Regions from separate parts of the Mus musculus genome. Here region 2 is linked to region 1. The links are chromatin contacts, called in public HiChIP or PLAC-seq maps. All regions are on one chromosome and are shown on one strand. The core of a region is the stretch at or near the end of the contact, and the rest is flanking DNA. Distances in the headings are between cores, read along the strand shown. Region 1 has its middle 44 kb from the start of Gm25869. Region 2 overlaps Syt6 (synaptotagmin VI).

The links. HiChIP or PLAC-seq counts read pairs in DNA pulled down with a chosen protein or histone mark.
Region 2: a contact with region 1 is called in an H3K27ac HiChIP or PLAC-seq map of double positive thymocytes, with 2.1 times the contacts expected there. The contact joins two enhancer-like sites. A contact is called at or near these places in 1 of 39 promoter capture datasets (the 3T3-L1 cell line), 1 of 15 datasets of contacts at CTCF or cohesin (the NIH/3T3 cell line), 3 of 115 datasets of contacts at active chromatin or transcription factors (double positive thymocytes, embryonic stem cells and memory CD8 T cells) and 1 of 9 other capture datasets (adipose tissue).

Annotation. Positions count from the first base shown.
Region 1 is chr3:103,380,273-103,386,828 of GRCm38.p6, reverse strand. No RefSeq gene overlaps it. Among named protein-coding and RNA genes, the nearest start is that of Gm25869, 44 kb to the left of the region's middle. Within about 2 kb of position 3,153, at least 55 of the 459 cell types and tissues checked have an H3K27ac peak or open chromatin away from gene starts, as enhancers often do. A contact at or near this core is called in double positive thymocytes, where this site is marked.
Region 2 is chr3:103,634,072-103,640,627 of GRCm38.p6, reverse strand. It overlaps Syt6 (synaptotagmin VI), which reads right to left. Exons shown (of 8, transcript NM_018800.5): 8 at 5,449-6,556. Among named protein-coding and RNA genes, the nearest start is that of Syt6, 62 kb to the right of the region's middle. Within about 2 kb of position 2,442, at least 20 of the 459 cell types and tissues checked have an H3K27ac peak or open chromatin away from gene starts, as enhancers often do. A contact at or near this core is called in double positive thymocytes, where this site is marked.

The DNA of each region.
Region 1 (6,556 bases), core at 1,904-4,403:
AAGTTCTGTCACTTCCTGCGCATGCGTCCTTGTGGGAGCACTCAGTCTCTTCTCGGTCACTCCCTGCGCATGCGTCCTTGTGAAAGAGCGCAGTCTCTGCTCTGTCACTCACTGCTTTACAGGTTTCTAAAGACAGTCAGACACCAATGTGGCCGGGAAGCAGAACTCTGAGCTTGTTATTACAAGAAAAGTTAAAGGCCCATCAAAAGACTGTCTGAGCCAGGCTTGTGCCTGCAATGCCAGCCCTCAGGAAGCTGAGTGAGACAGAGTCTTAAGTGAGGTCAACCTAGAATATTAGGTGACTCTCAACCATCTAGAACTCCAGTTCTAGCAGCTGATGCCCTCTTCTGGCCTCCGAAGTCACTGCATGTATACACACGGTACATAGGCACACATGCAGGCAACGCCCACATACATAAAATAAACTAAAAGCTAAAGAAAGATGGTTCTGGAAGAAAGCCAGCCAGACTGCAAAGATGGTGGGAGAGAAGCTCTTCTGAGGACAGTATTTTCTCTGCCTAGACCAGAGTGTGTGGTGTGGTGTGTGTGTGTGTGTGTGTGTGTGTGTGTGTGTGTGTGTGTGTGTGTGTAAGGCACATGCCATAGAAGGGAGTGGGGAGCCTCCAGCCTTAGATAAGTACATCTAATCGCTTAGCTGTTATGTATGTTATGTTAGCTATGTTATGTTATGTAGGAGGACTGTCTGAGAGCAGGGAGTTGTCCTATGTCTATAGACTGACTCAAACCTCTTCAAAGTCTCTGTGCAAAACAACAGCCACCACCATCGCCACCACCCCACCCTGGCCAAAATGAGCTAAGGTGCTGACTTCTGCCCACCACTCCCTCCCCACCACCTACCCCTCAAGATAAGCACCATTAAATTGTGGGTGGGTAGGAGGAGGAGCAGATCATGATGCACAAAGGTCTTTAAGCCAGGGCCAGAGTCCTCAGGCTTAGAAATCTATGTTCAGACTCAATGGGTGGCAGCTGGGACCAAGCAGAACCAAAAAGACCTAAGTCTAAGACAATACTAGCCTGGCCTGACAAATCTTGGGACTATGAACCAGGCAGTCTCTTTGCCTAAAATGGAGTTGAGACAGCCTCTGTGGGGTAGGTCAACTGGTAAACATCTTAGATGTGGTAGGTGTCAGCCCCTGAACCTTCTTCCTGTGTATGAAGAATTTGCCACAGGATGGAGGGCAAGAGGAAGAGCCCCTCCTTCCGCCAAGGCCCGTTCTCCCCCCGACTCTGTACCCATAGCATTTCAGGATGTGACACAGAGACATAGGGACAGCTCAGGTTCCACCCAGCCACTCTAGTGTGGCCCAAGATGGGAGGCAGTGTGTTCATTGAGGGACCAGCAGGTCCTGACCAGCTGGCCCTTGTGGTATGTCCCTGGAGAAGTGTCTAACCATTGTGCTTCCCCCACACTCCTGTGCATTCTCCTAGCCTGGTCTCCAGCTTGCCTGCCAATTCTGGACAGACCTAATATCATTCCATTAAATTCTTTTTGCTGCCTTGGTCACCCAGCCTGCTGCTGCCGCTGCTTAGATAAGAAGCGCCACTGGGGCAGTCAGCACAGATGCGGTTTGAAGTTGTGCCTGTGTGGATATGAAGTAAGCTGCAGAGAGAACCCCTGGGAAGGAGGAGACTGGGGTGGGGGAATCTATAAAGGGGAGTAGTGGGAGCTGGGGGTGTGCCTTGGTGGGGGCAGGGGGAGGAACAGCCAATGGAAGACACAGGAAGTGAAGAGACTTGAATACCAAGAAACGCAGTTCAAAGCTCACTATCTGAAACTGGAGTTATTCTGTTTGTGAATAAGGCACAAAGTAGGTCAGTGCCTTTCACACATGCCCTGAGCGCTGTAAGGAGAAAGAGTGACAGGGAGTGGAGATCACAGACGTGGGAAATGTCTTTGAGTCAACTTCATTTCTTCTCATTCTTCTATTGTTTTCTATTTTCATATGTGTGTGGAGCGCATATGTATATATGCATGTTTTGCCTGTATGTGTGTAAATTTGCATGTGTGGGTGCATGTGTGGAGGTTTGTGTAGAGATTCGAGGTTGATGGCAGGAGCCAGCCTCCATTGCTGTCCTACAAGGCAGGGTATCTCAATCAAACCCAGAGCGCTCCCAGACAGCTAATTCTTGCTAGTCAGCTAGCTTTGGGGGATCCCTTGTGCCCACCTTCCATGGCTGGAATCACAGAAGAGCCACCATGCCGGCCCAGCTTTTATGTGGGTTTGGGGGAATCTGAACGCTGGTCCTCACATTTTTTGTGACTAACATGTGAACCTCCGAGCCATTTCCTCGGCCCTCAACTTCATTGCTTGATCTATTTTCTGAGCAGTTGAAATCTTCCAAGGTTTCCCACTAGCCATCATCATATTCTTGAAATTCTTTTCATTAACAATTATCCCATTTAGATTATACATCGTAAAGATGGCTGACTGTGAGCCAGGTCCTTCTATCCCAGCAACTACAGAACCGCAGCGGGAACTTTCCTTTTGTTATCTTTTTTTATTTTTATTTTTCTAATCCAATTGTCTGTTGGTGATGTAAATGTATTCTTCAGTTAATTTTTAGTCTGACAGATTTTATCAAGTGTGATCTCCTCATTGTCAGTTTCATTTAATGATCTTTAAAATAATTTAGGTACAGCCTGAGGTTTTTTTTTTTTTATTTGTTTCCCCAGTAAGCAGCCTTGTTATGTCGAGAGGAGCAAAGACAAGACTGACATGGGGAAAAGGGACCTTGAATCAGAGAAGATTCCTAGGTTCTGTTGTTCAAAAAGAACACCCCTGTCTGAAACAAACACCCACTGTGTGGGGAGCCAGTGAAAACATCTTAAAAAAAAAAAAAAAAAAAAAAACAAAACAAAAAAAAAACTACTGTGTGGAAAGCCAGTGTAGCTTAAAAATGCTAAGACTCTCCTCCAGCGCCACAGCCAATCCTGTCTGAAAACACCCCTGACTCTGCACACAGTCCTTGCAAGGGAGTCCTCAATGCCTGTGTCTCCCTGTGCATCACCCCATTCCTAGGGCCACTAGGACATCAGACTGTGGCAGGGAGGGCAAGCACAGCCCCTGACTCCGGCTGACCTTCTATCTCCTTTTTCCAAATTCTTGGTCAAGGTATTCGTAGATTTTAAAATGTGAAAAAGCAAAGGGGTTAGGTTGTTTGGCAAATGTTTTTTATATTCTTAGAACAGCGACCGAAAACAAAGCAAAACAAAACTTTGTCCAGCAAGTCCCATCTGTGCCATAAGACTTCCCTGCCCCAGCTTAAACACATGACAGGCAGAAAGAAGCCTAAGTGCCCGCTCTAAAAGCTGTCCAAAACACTTCAAACCTTCCTGCTCACCAGCCCGTGAAATCTGCAACTCCCTTCCCTAGCGGCCACCCAGCCTTCGCATCTTTGCAAAGCACTGGCGTTCCGCTCAGTATTGTCCACCAGAGGGCGCCCGTGCTCCTCTGAGAGGACCGCAGACGCGTCTGCCCTCTTGTGTTAATATTACATTCTACTGGCCTCCTATCGCACGGGCTTCAGTTACGCTGCTCCTCCAGGAAGCTCCCAGATGGCTTTGCTTGACTTCTTCCTGGACCACATCTGAGGGTTGGGAGCACAGTAAGTGGATCCACTGCAGTTATCAGATTAAGAACAACAACAAAGGCATTTTTGGCCAAGCGTGGTGGGCCACTGGGATATCTCAGCACTTGAGATAGGGCAGGAGGATCATGAATTCAAGGCCAGCCAGGGCTACATCCTCTGTCTCAGCAAAACCAGGCTGGGGTCTGGAGAGGTTAGGTTAGTGCACTAGCTGCTCTTTCAGAGGACCCTGGTTCAGTTCCCAGCACCCACTGGCATCTCACAAATGTCTGTAACTCCAGGTCCCAGGGATCTGATGTCCTCTTCTGGTCTCCAAAGGCGCTGCACACACAAACGGGCAAAACACTGATTCACATAAAATAAACAAAAACAAGCAAACAAGATCTTTGAACTAAAGACGTAGAAAAAACATCTAGTACGATGGCTCACCGTGTAGTGATGTCGGCCAGAGTGTGTTGGGAGCCGCCCCCACATTCGCCGTCACAAGATGGCGCTGACAGCTGTGTTCTAAGTGGTAAACAAATAATCTGCGCATGTGCCAAGGGTATTTTACCACTACATGTACTCTGCCTTTCCCGTGACGTCAACTCGGCCATGGGCTGCAGCCAATCAGGGAGTGATGCGTCCTAGGCGAAGGATAATTCTCCTTAAAAGGGAAGGGGTTTCCGCCATTCTCTCTCTTGCTCTGCGCTCTGGCGCTCTGGCGCGCTGGCGCTCTGGCTCCTAAAGATGTAAGCGGGGGGCCTTTCGTTTTTGGGGCTTGGGGCTTGCGCTCCTGGCTCCTGAAGATGTAAGCAATAAAGTTTTGCCGCAGAAGATTCTGGTTTGTTGTGTTCTTCCTGGCCGGTCGTGAGAACGCGTTTAAGAAGAGTGTCCAGAGTGTCTCTGAATCCCAAAGTGTGAAGAAAGAACTGATGTCCCAAAGTTGTTCTCTGACCTCCACACATGTGCAGAAACATGTGTGCCCCCGACTAGTGGTGATGATGATGGTGACGGTAATGATAATGATGGTAGTGGTGGCGGCTCAGTGGTTAAGAGCACTGGTTGTTCTTCCAGAGGACCTGGGTTCAACTCCCAGCACCTATGTGACAGCTCATAGCCATCTGTAACTGCAGCTCCGGGAGATAAGATACCCTCACACGGCCATACATACAGGCAAAACAACAATGCCCATAAAGTAGAAGTAAAAAATGAATTATTAAAAAATAATTATTATTCAACATAGAAACTCTGAGGTTTCAGGGAGCCTAACAATTGTTACACAAAGGCGACCTCGTCCAAGAGAACACAGATTGGAACGTTACTTCACATGTGAATGTGGGTTTGAAACTTAGATCAGACGGTTTTCCAAGACATCTTTACTTACTGAGTTTAGGTGTCGGGTGTGACCACTCACCTGTGAAGCGTTTGTATATAACCTCCTGTTTGTATGTCACAATTGTTTGCTCTCTCAGGTTCTCCCTTCTTTGCCCCCCAGGACTGCTCCTTCTGTGCCATTTCTGAGACCTGTCTCTTAGAACCTCAGGCTAAGGGGAACCGAGGAGGACGTGGGGCCATGGCTAACACAGGCTGGCGGACAGATGCCTGGTCAGATGTGCAATAGCCAGCCAGTCCTTAGACTGCTCAGACTCCAGGCAAAGCTCCCAGAGGCCCCTGGGAAACATTCTAGTCCCCCAGGCCATGCCTGACTACCTGAGAAGCAAGCCATCAGGCTGAGCACTTTGGATTCCTGGGGTCTGGGACCACAGGGACAATCCCCACTCTGAGACCCCGGCCCCCTGAACCTGATGAATCCAGCAAGTGCTGCCTGGCTTCCACTAACCTCCAACCTTACTCCAGATCTCCCCAGAGCATCTTGCTCTGCGGAGCAGGTGCCTTAGCACCACACTTGCTGGGTACCCTCCAGGTCAACAGAACTCAGTGGCCTAAAGGTTCTCTCAGCCTAGAGCAGCCCTAGTCTCCCCTAGCGCAGGAGAACCCCTAACCATTCATTTCTTCTGAAAACCCTGTGGGACTGAAAAGCCGCCGTTGAGACCCTTAAATTCTGCAGCGTTCTCATGAGTCTCTCCCATTTAATCCTCAGACTCTTCCTATGAACTAGGTAAGACCTGGTGTTCCTCACAGGCAAAGACTCTCAGACTAGAAACTGAAATTACTCAGGTCTGGGGTTGCAGAAGAGACACAGACCCCAAGACACGTGCTTTCACTCTCACAAAGTGAGAGGAACCCCTGGGGACACAGCTCAGGACTGTCCCCAAGGGTAGGACCGTCGTCATTCAGACACCCTGAGCCAACCCTGGTGGGCACTGGCTGAGCTCCCGGCAGACTCCAGAACCGCTGTAGCCTCTGTAGCAGGATCCATGCAAGGCAGCAAAGCCCACACCCACACCCAGAGTGTGTCCCAGGGCTGAGTTGCCACGGCATTTGATATATTTGAAAAGAAGGGGTCTTTAGGAATAGCCCTATGACCCTTGGTACCCCTTCCCTGGCCTGCTTAGGAAATGACATCTTGTTTCTCTCTCTAGTCACCTCACTCCTCCTTCCAATCAGTGCCTGTCATCAGTCTGCTCAGAGAGTATACAAGGCACAAGCTTGGGGTCATACCAGGTAACCTAAGAGTTTCTGTCTTTTAAGATTTATTTATTTATTATATGTAAGTATACTGTAGCTGTCTTCAGACACTCCAGAAGAGGGCGTCAGATCTTGTTACAGATGGTTGTGAGCCACCATGTGGTTGCTGGGATTTGAACTCCAGACCTTCGGAAGAGCAGTCGGGTGCTCTTACCCACTGAGCCATCTCACCAGCCTGAGTTTCTGTCTTTAGAACCAATCCAGTCACCTTTGGGCTGCCTTGAAGAGGCAAGGGCCCACCCTGAGCACTGCTGGGGGTGGCTTCTGGACTTTTCCTCCCATCCTGTCAGGTTGTTTTCCTAATAGAGATTCACCT
Region 2 (6,556 bases), core at 1,193-3,692, 250 kb before region 1:
ATTATGCCCTTGCTTCATTGGTCAGAGAGTGGGCGAGCAAAGGTCACGAGGGCAGCTGTGGACATATGGGCTTCTCTGCAGAGAGAGCTGGGCGTGCTTGGATTGTGTGAAAGGGAACGTTATTGATAATTTAAGGAAGGCAGTATTTGAAGCTTGTGTGGCTCTTTGGTTTCACAATCTATTTTAACTGCTGTGTGTCATTGTTAGTAATTTCTCCAGGGAGATGAAAGGCCAGCGTACAAAATGACTCTGTCCCTTTCAACGATGATTTAACAAGTCCCCTGTCATCTCAGTGACTCACATTTCCAGAAACTCTTAGAATTTCTAGCCACAAGTTTTCATTCTTCATTGCCCCAGTCTGAAGGGGTCGTAACAAACCTGGCTCTGGCACAGACTGCAGGAAGAAGCCACGGAGCAAAGAAATGTTACGTGTCTCAGGAAAGCCTGAGGCACCTGCCTACGTGGAAGCTCCTGATGTGTCTGGATAGTCTGTGATGTGTCACCAAACTTTCCCAATCTATAGGAGTAAAAAAAGAGTCACTCCAGGGAGCAAAGCCACGTTATGCTTCCAGTGCTTCTCCACAGCTCTCTTTTCCTGAGCTGACTATCTGCAGCTAAGAGCTCTACAAGCAGGAAAATTATATTCTGCTATTGTGGGAAAGGAGATGCACGATGTCAGGGGCTTGAGTGGACCTGGGAAAGTGCCTCAGCACGAAGGGTTCCCCCAGATCCTCCAAACCCCGTCTTTCCAACCATCCAGCTGTCTCTTCTCCATGTCTTGTTTGGAGCCACATATTGTACAGGAGCGAGCATGCCTGCTTTTGCTGAGCTCCATGCTACTTTCTAGTACAGCTGCCAGGGTGAGTCAGGCCTTTCCCTTCCCAGAATCATTTATCAGAGAGCATGTACATGGGGTGGTCGCCTAGGGTGGCGTGTGATGAGGGTGACCTCGTGACATTTTAGCAGCTCCTGAAGGCATGAATTGATGTTGGGGACCAAGAGGCCATGGGAGGGCACTGTCATGGAAAAGATGAGACTGAGGTTTCAGAGTTTTAGTTTTAGATCTCTAAAGGACAGATGCATAGATGTCTGGATTGGGCAGACTGTGGGAGCTGAAAGCTATGCAACTGGGGGAAGTTGTTCTGGAGCAAAACTGAGGTCGAGCTGGGTCCAAACCCCAAAAAATCTCATCCTGGGACTGGCAGGAGTAGAACTGTTTCCTCCCTGCTCTGGGCCCGAACATCCCAGCACACATAGCCTTGTGACCCCCACCTTTGCCACCCTTGAGATAGCCACATAGCCTGGTGGCTAGGTTTCAGGCTATACTTTCTCTCATGCTAAGAACACGTCCAGCTAGCACCTGGAATGGTCTCTTCATGCAAATGAGGCATTCCCAGCACCTTGGCACCCGCCAATAATGCACACTTGCCTCCCCAAATCCCTACCCACTCCCATAGTTTATATAGCCCTTCTTCACCCTCAATAAAGACAGCTGTTTCACTCAAAATGGTCTCTTTCAGCAACTGTTTTCTCTCACACTCAGGATGGCTGAGACCCTGTCTAACCCATCCATCTGGCTAAGCTTCACTCCTTCCAATCCAGCCTGGTGCTCAATGGTGCCTGGATATCCTAAGGGGAAAAGCAGACTCGGGCCAGCAGCCATCCTTATCTGGGAGGCCTCGCCTCTCTGGTGTATCCTCAGCATTGCTCCTACTGTATTATAGAGAAATATCCTCACGAGTTGGGTCCCTGTCAGCATTACCCAAAGCAATCCACAGATACATTGCAATCCCTATCTGATATATCCTATCAGAATATAAGTGAAGTTTTCTTAAAGAAATGGAAAAACCCATTCAATACATATATGCAAGTATGTATTTGCGGAACTGAGACTCAACCCCAGAGCCTCATGTATGCCGGACAGGTGCTCTACCATACAGCTATAACCCCAGGTCTCAAAACAGTTTTAAAACAGAATGAAATCTGAGAAATAGTACTTTCTGATTTGAAAACATATTACAAAGTGATAGCCTGGTACCAGCATAAGGAGATATGAGGGTTACTGAAATAGATTAGAGGACTCTGAAATAAACAGCTGCAAATGTGGTCAAAGGTTTTCAACCAAGACAATTCAATGTAAGAGGGTCAGTCTTCAACAAACAATGTTAGGGAAAGTGAGGATTCACACAGAGTGGATGCCTGCCTTATAAGCATACACACAACTTAAAATGGGTCAAGACCTACATGTAAAAAAATGCTTAGAGGAAAAGTGGCAGGAGCATAGGATTTGACTATGATTTCTTAGATGTTGAAGGCACAAGCAACAGAAGAGCCCGGAAGTCAAATCGAACTTCATCAAAGTTGAAGGATGTGGTCGGTGGCATGAAATAGCAGGGCCTTGAGAGATGATTCAGCGTTGAACGTTTAACAGCACTTGATGCAAAATCGTCATGACCATGGATGCTCAGATCCCAACAGAACAAGTCAGCTGTCCCACCTGAAGTGCCTATGGCTCAGCTCTGAGGGATCTTCTGCTCTCTTCTGGCCTCTGGGTGCCAGCAGGTGCAAGCACCACCCACCACCCACACAAAAGCAACACCCAGAATGGAAGGTGATCTTGCAAATCATATACCTGACAGACTATTAGTTGGGAATCTCTTCAGCTCAACAACAAACAAGCCAATGCAAAATGGGCTAAGAATTTGAATAGATATTTTTCCAAAGACTCTAAATGGCCAATTAGCACACTGATGCTCAGTACACTAATTACTAGAAAATGCCAATCAAAACCATAATAAGGCTGTGGCTCAGTTGGTAGAGTGCTAACCGAGCCCTCACACACAAAGCCCTCAGTTGGATTGCCAGCACCATAGAAAACAAGGCATTGTGGTGAATGCCTTTAGCACCCACAGTAAAGGCAAGAGAAGTGTGAGGTCATCTTTGACTACATAGCAAGTTCTAGACCAACTTGGGTTACATGGGACACTGCCTCAACTAGTTAGTTAGTTAGTTAGTTAGTTATTACCATAATAAGATACTACTTTACACCTAACAGCACAACCACCATAAACAACAACAGAACAACCCTGGCCAAGTTGAGGACAAATAAGACATCTTATGTACCCTGAATGAGGATGTTAAATGGAGCTGTTGCTATGGAGATAAGGATGGTGGTTCAAAAAAATAGACATAGGTTTTTATAATACTGCAATTAATTCTACTTTTAGGCATATATAAATAAGAATTGAAAGTAGGAAATGAAATACTTTTGTGTTGAGAGAAGTGTTATTCACAATAGCCTTGAGGCAGAAGAAACCACATTCCCGCTGACAGATAAATGCCTAAGCAAAATGTCATATCTACACATAATGAAATATTAGCCTTAAAAAGGAAGCAAGTTCTAACACATACTGTAACATAATGAATCTTGAAGACATGCTAAGTGAAATAAGCCAGCAGTAAAATGGCAAACTCTAGGAGTCCACTTATGTGAAGGGGACCCAGGCTTGTCAAGTTTATAAAGACAGAAATAAGAGCGGTGCTTGCTAGACACTGGGGATGGTGAGTGGAAGGGACTAGACCTTGGTTTTGCAAGATTAAATAAGTTCTGTGGATAGGCAGTAGTGAGAACAGTTATAGTCCAGTGTGCACAGTGCAGCTAGACTCTACCTGAAAACTATCAAAGTGGCAGGGTAGGTTTTTGTTATGCATATTTTTACCAGTTTTGAAAAAGCAAGGGTAGACAGAGGGGGGAAGAAATAAAGGACATACAAGCATGAATGAAATGGACTTCTGTGAACAGGGTTGTGTGAGCACCTCAACCAAGCTTGCTGTGAAGAGCCATCTTGCTGGGCCCTTGATTGATCTGTTTTTGTTCACCAGCATAGCCATTGATCTGTGCCTCCTGGCTACCTCCTCCTCACTGGTCACATTGTTTTTCTTTTCCCTTGATCTCTGCATGCTGATGGTTCCTGAAGGAGCTCTCCTTGAGGCCCTCCTTGCCTGCTGGTACCCACTTAGCAAGGCAGCCTTCGGTCTTCGCATCTGATTCTGGGTATGCAAGTTTCCAGTAATTAACATCTCATTCCTGACCTCTCTGCCAGGCTGCATATCTGGAACTGCAGCTGTCTGCTAGACTCCACTCCAGCATCTCCGATTGTTTGGCTCAACTGGACTCTCTTTTTCCTCGTTCTGCTGTTCCTGGCTAGAGTGGAAGACACAGATCACTTGAATCTCAGGTGTATAGGACACACACTAAGAATCCCTTTCCCTTTCCCTTCCAGCTCAGATCAACTGTCAGCCCTGTTTGTCATCCCTTCTGTGACCACATATTGCACAGGCATCCTGGTTTCTCCATCTACTGTTTGTACACGACTCCTTTATTTTCTGTGAATCAACATTCACTAGCTACACCCTCCACACCTTCCCTAAGGCTGCTCAGTAAATGTTTCCATCTTCTTCCCCAGAACTCTTGAAACCTCGTGCATTTTGGGAGGTCATACAGGTAATACTAGCAATGAGTTGTGAGGGAAAGTGACATGTGTCACTTTGCTAGAGCACATAAGCCAATATAATATCTGTGTTCTTTTCCCTAGGACATGGTAACTAGAGACGTTTGTGATGTTGGCTGCTTTGTCATCTGATGCCTCTGGAGAAATATATGGAGCAGGGCTCCCCTTGCTGATGTGATGGGTGTGAGCCAAGAGGGAGAGAAATACCTTCACCACTTTCAGCTTCTAAGAGCTGAAGGTTGTTAGCACAGCGAACCTGACCTATACTGATGAATCTTGACCCTGTTGGTTTGTAAAGCTCAAGTTAGACCCAGTGTCCCAGTGGATTCTGCTTGCTTGACCTGATGGGAAGATTCTAGAAGGCACAGCGGCCTGCTTAGGCACCAGAGCACTTCTCTCAGCAGTTTGGCTCCCTGTAGAGTGCCAGTAATTGAGATGCAGTTGTGCAGAGATGGATATACCTTCTACCTGCCTCTCCACAGGCCACCTTCTAAATTAATTAGAAGCTGGAGGTGAGCAGAGAGGACGTTCCGTTAAGCCAGAGTGTTCTTTTTAAACTCTCAAGTCTAAGACTCTATTTTCCCAAGGCTTTGCCAAGTTGTGCCTCTCTGAGAGTTAGCAGTCTGACTCTTCTGGTGGGTGAAAGCACTGTGCCTTCTAGCCAGGAGCGTGACCCATTTCCTCACAGAGGCTTCAGCCTCTGGAAGGGCTCCTGTGGTGCTGAGTGGCAGAGGGACAAGCCAGGCCCCCTGTCCTGAGCTGCAGCCTGACAGAAGGTAGGCAGGACCCAGCCTGGTGCGGTGTCCAGGTGTCCCTGGAGCAGAGGGACACCCAATAGCCCTCCTGCCTATCTCTGACTAGGGAAGTGGTTATCTATGTGAAGCAAAGTGTGTGTGTGCTGCCCGCTGAATTCCAGCAACAGAAAACTACAAGAGACATGGGCAAGAGACAGAGATTTAATTGAATAGAAACTCCAGGCTGTGACAGGGGTGGGAAGACACAAAGCAGTAATTAACAACATAATTTTTTAAAATGATGATACAATTAATTAACATCCTGGGTAAGTGCAAGGGGGGGGGGGAAGCATCTCTCAGCCAAGAAACACTTCTAAATAAAGGAGAGGAGAACTTGGTGGCTTTAGCAAACCTCTGTGTGCAAATGGCCCTGGTTTTCATAACTTCAGCAAAGCTTGCCACCCATAAGGGTTTCCTGTACCAGGGGAAGCCAACAGAAGAGTCAATTTTGAATTTCAGTTTCTTCTGCATTTATTGTCATTATGTCTCCTCTGTGAGGGAAGAGTCCTGGTTAATAAATGGTGAAGCCTATTTATACCATTCATGCTTCAGAGTGAAGAGGACTGGTCTGGCCACCTTTGGTGGGGACTTGGGGGAGGGAACCCAGGAGCTAGGAGCCTTTCTGGAGTGGGTTTCCATGCCTAATGTCCACCGAGGCTGGTGGTGCTAAAGCAGTTGACTTGGGTGGTGAGAGGGGTGTGGCCAGAACCAGGTGCTGTTTTCAGAAACATTTCCAGAAAATGTTCACTTATGGAAAAGAGTAGCTGGGATATAGAAGCTGTCTCAGACAGGCAGCTGCTATCCCATAATTTAGGCAGACCACACCCTTCTATCTGAAATCTTAGAATGGAACATCCCACCTGCCTAAGGGTTTCGGGGTGGCAGCTGGGCATGCTTTTGGAGCCCACTTCTGGGAAGATGACATACTCACTAATGTCTGGACTCCTTCTGACCCAGAAAACTCAATTGGTCCTTTCCTAGTTACACTGCTATGTGCTGTGACAGTCACCTTAGTGGGGCCCATCTAGAGTCAAGAAACACAATGAAGTTACTTGCTTGCTGAGACTCTTGTCACGACCTTGTGATTTTTCTCTCTCTCAAGTGAACGTCCAAACAGGGCACTGCCTGGTTATAAAGACTTATCAATTGTAAGATATTTGAAGAGAAAAATCATCTTTACCCACCAGTCGCTAGCACAAGGCTCATACTCAGTGGAATCTAAATTAATCTACATTTACTAGAAAAGTGGAT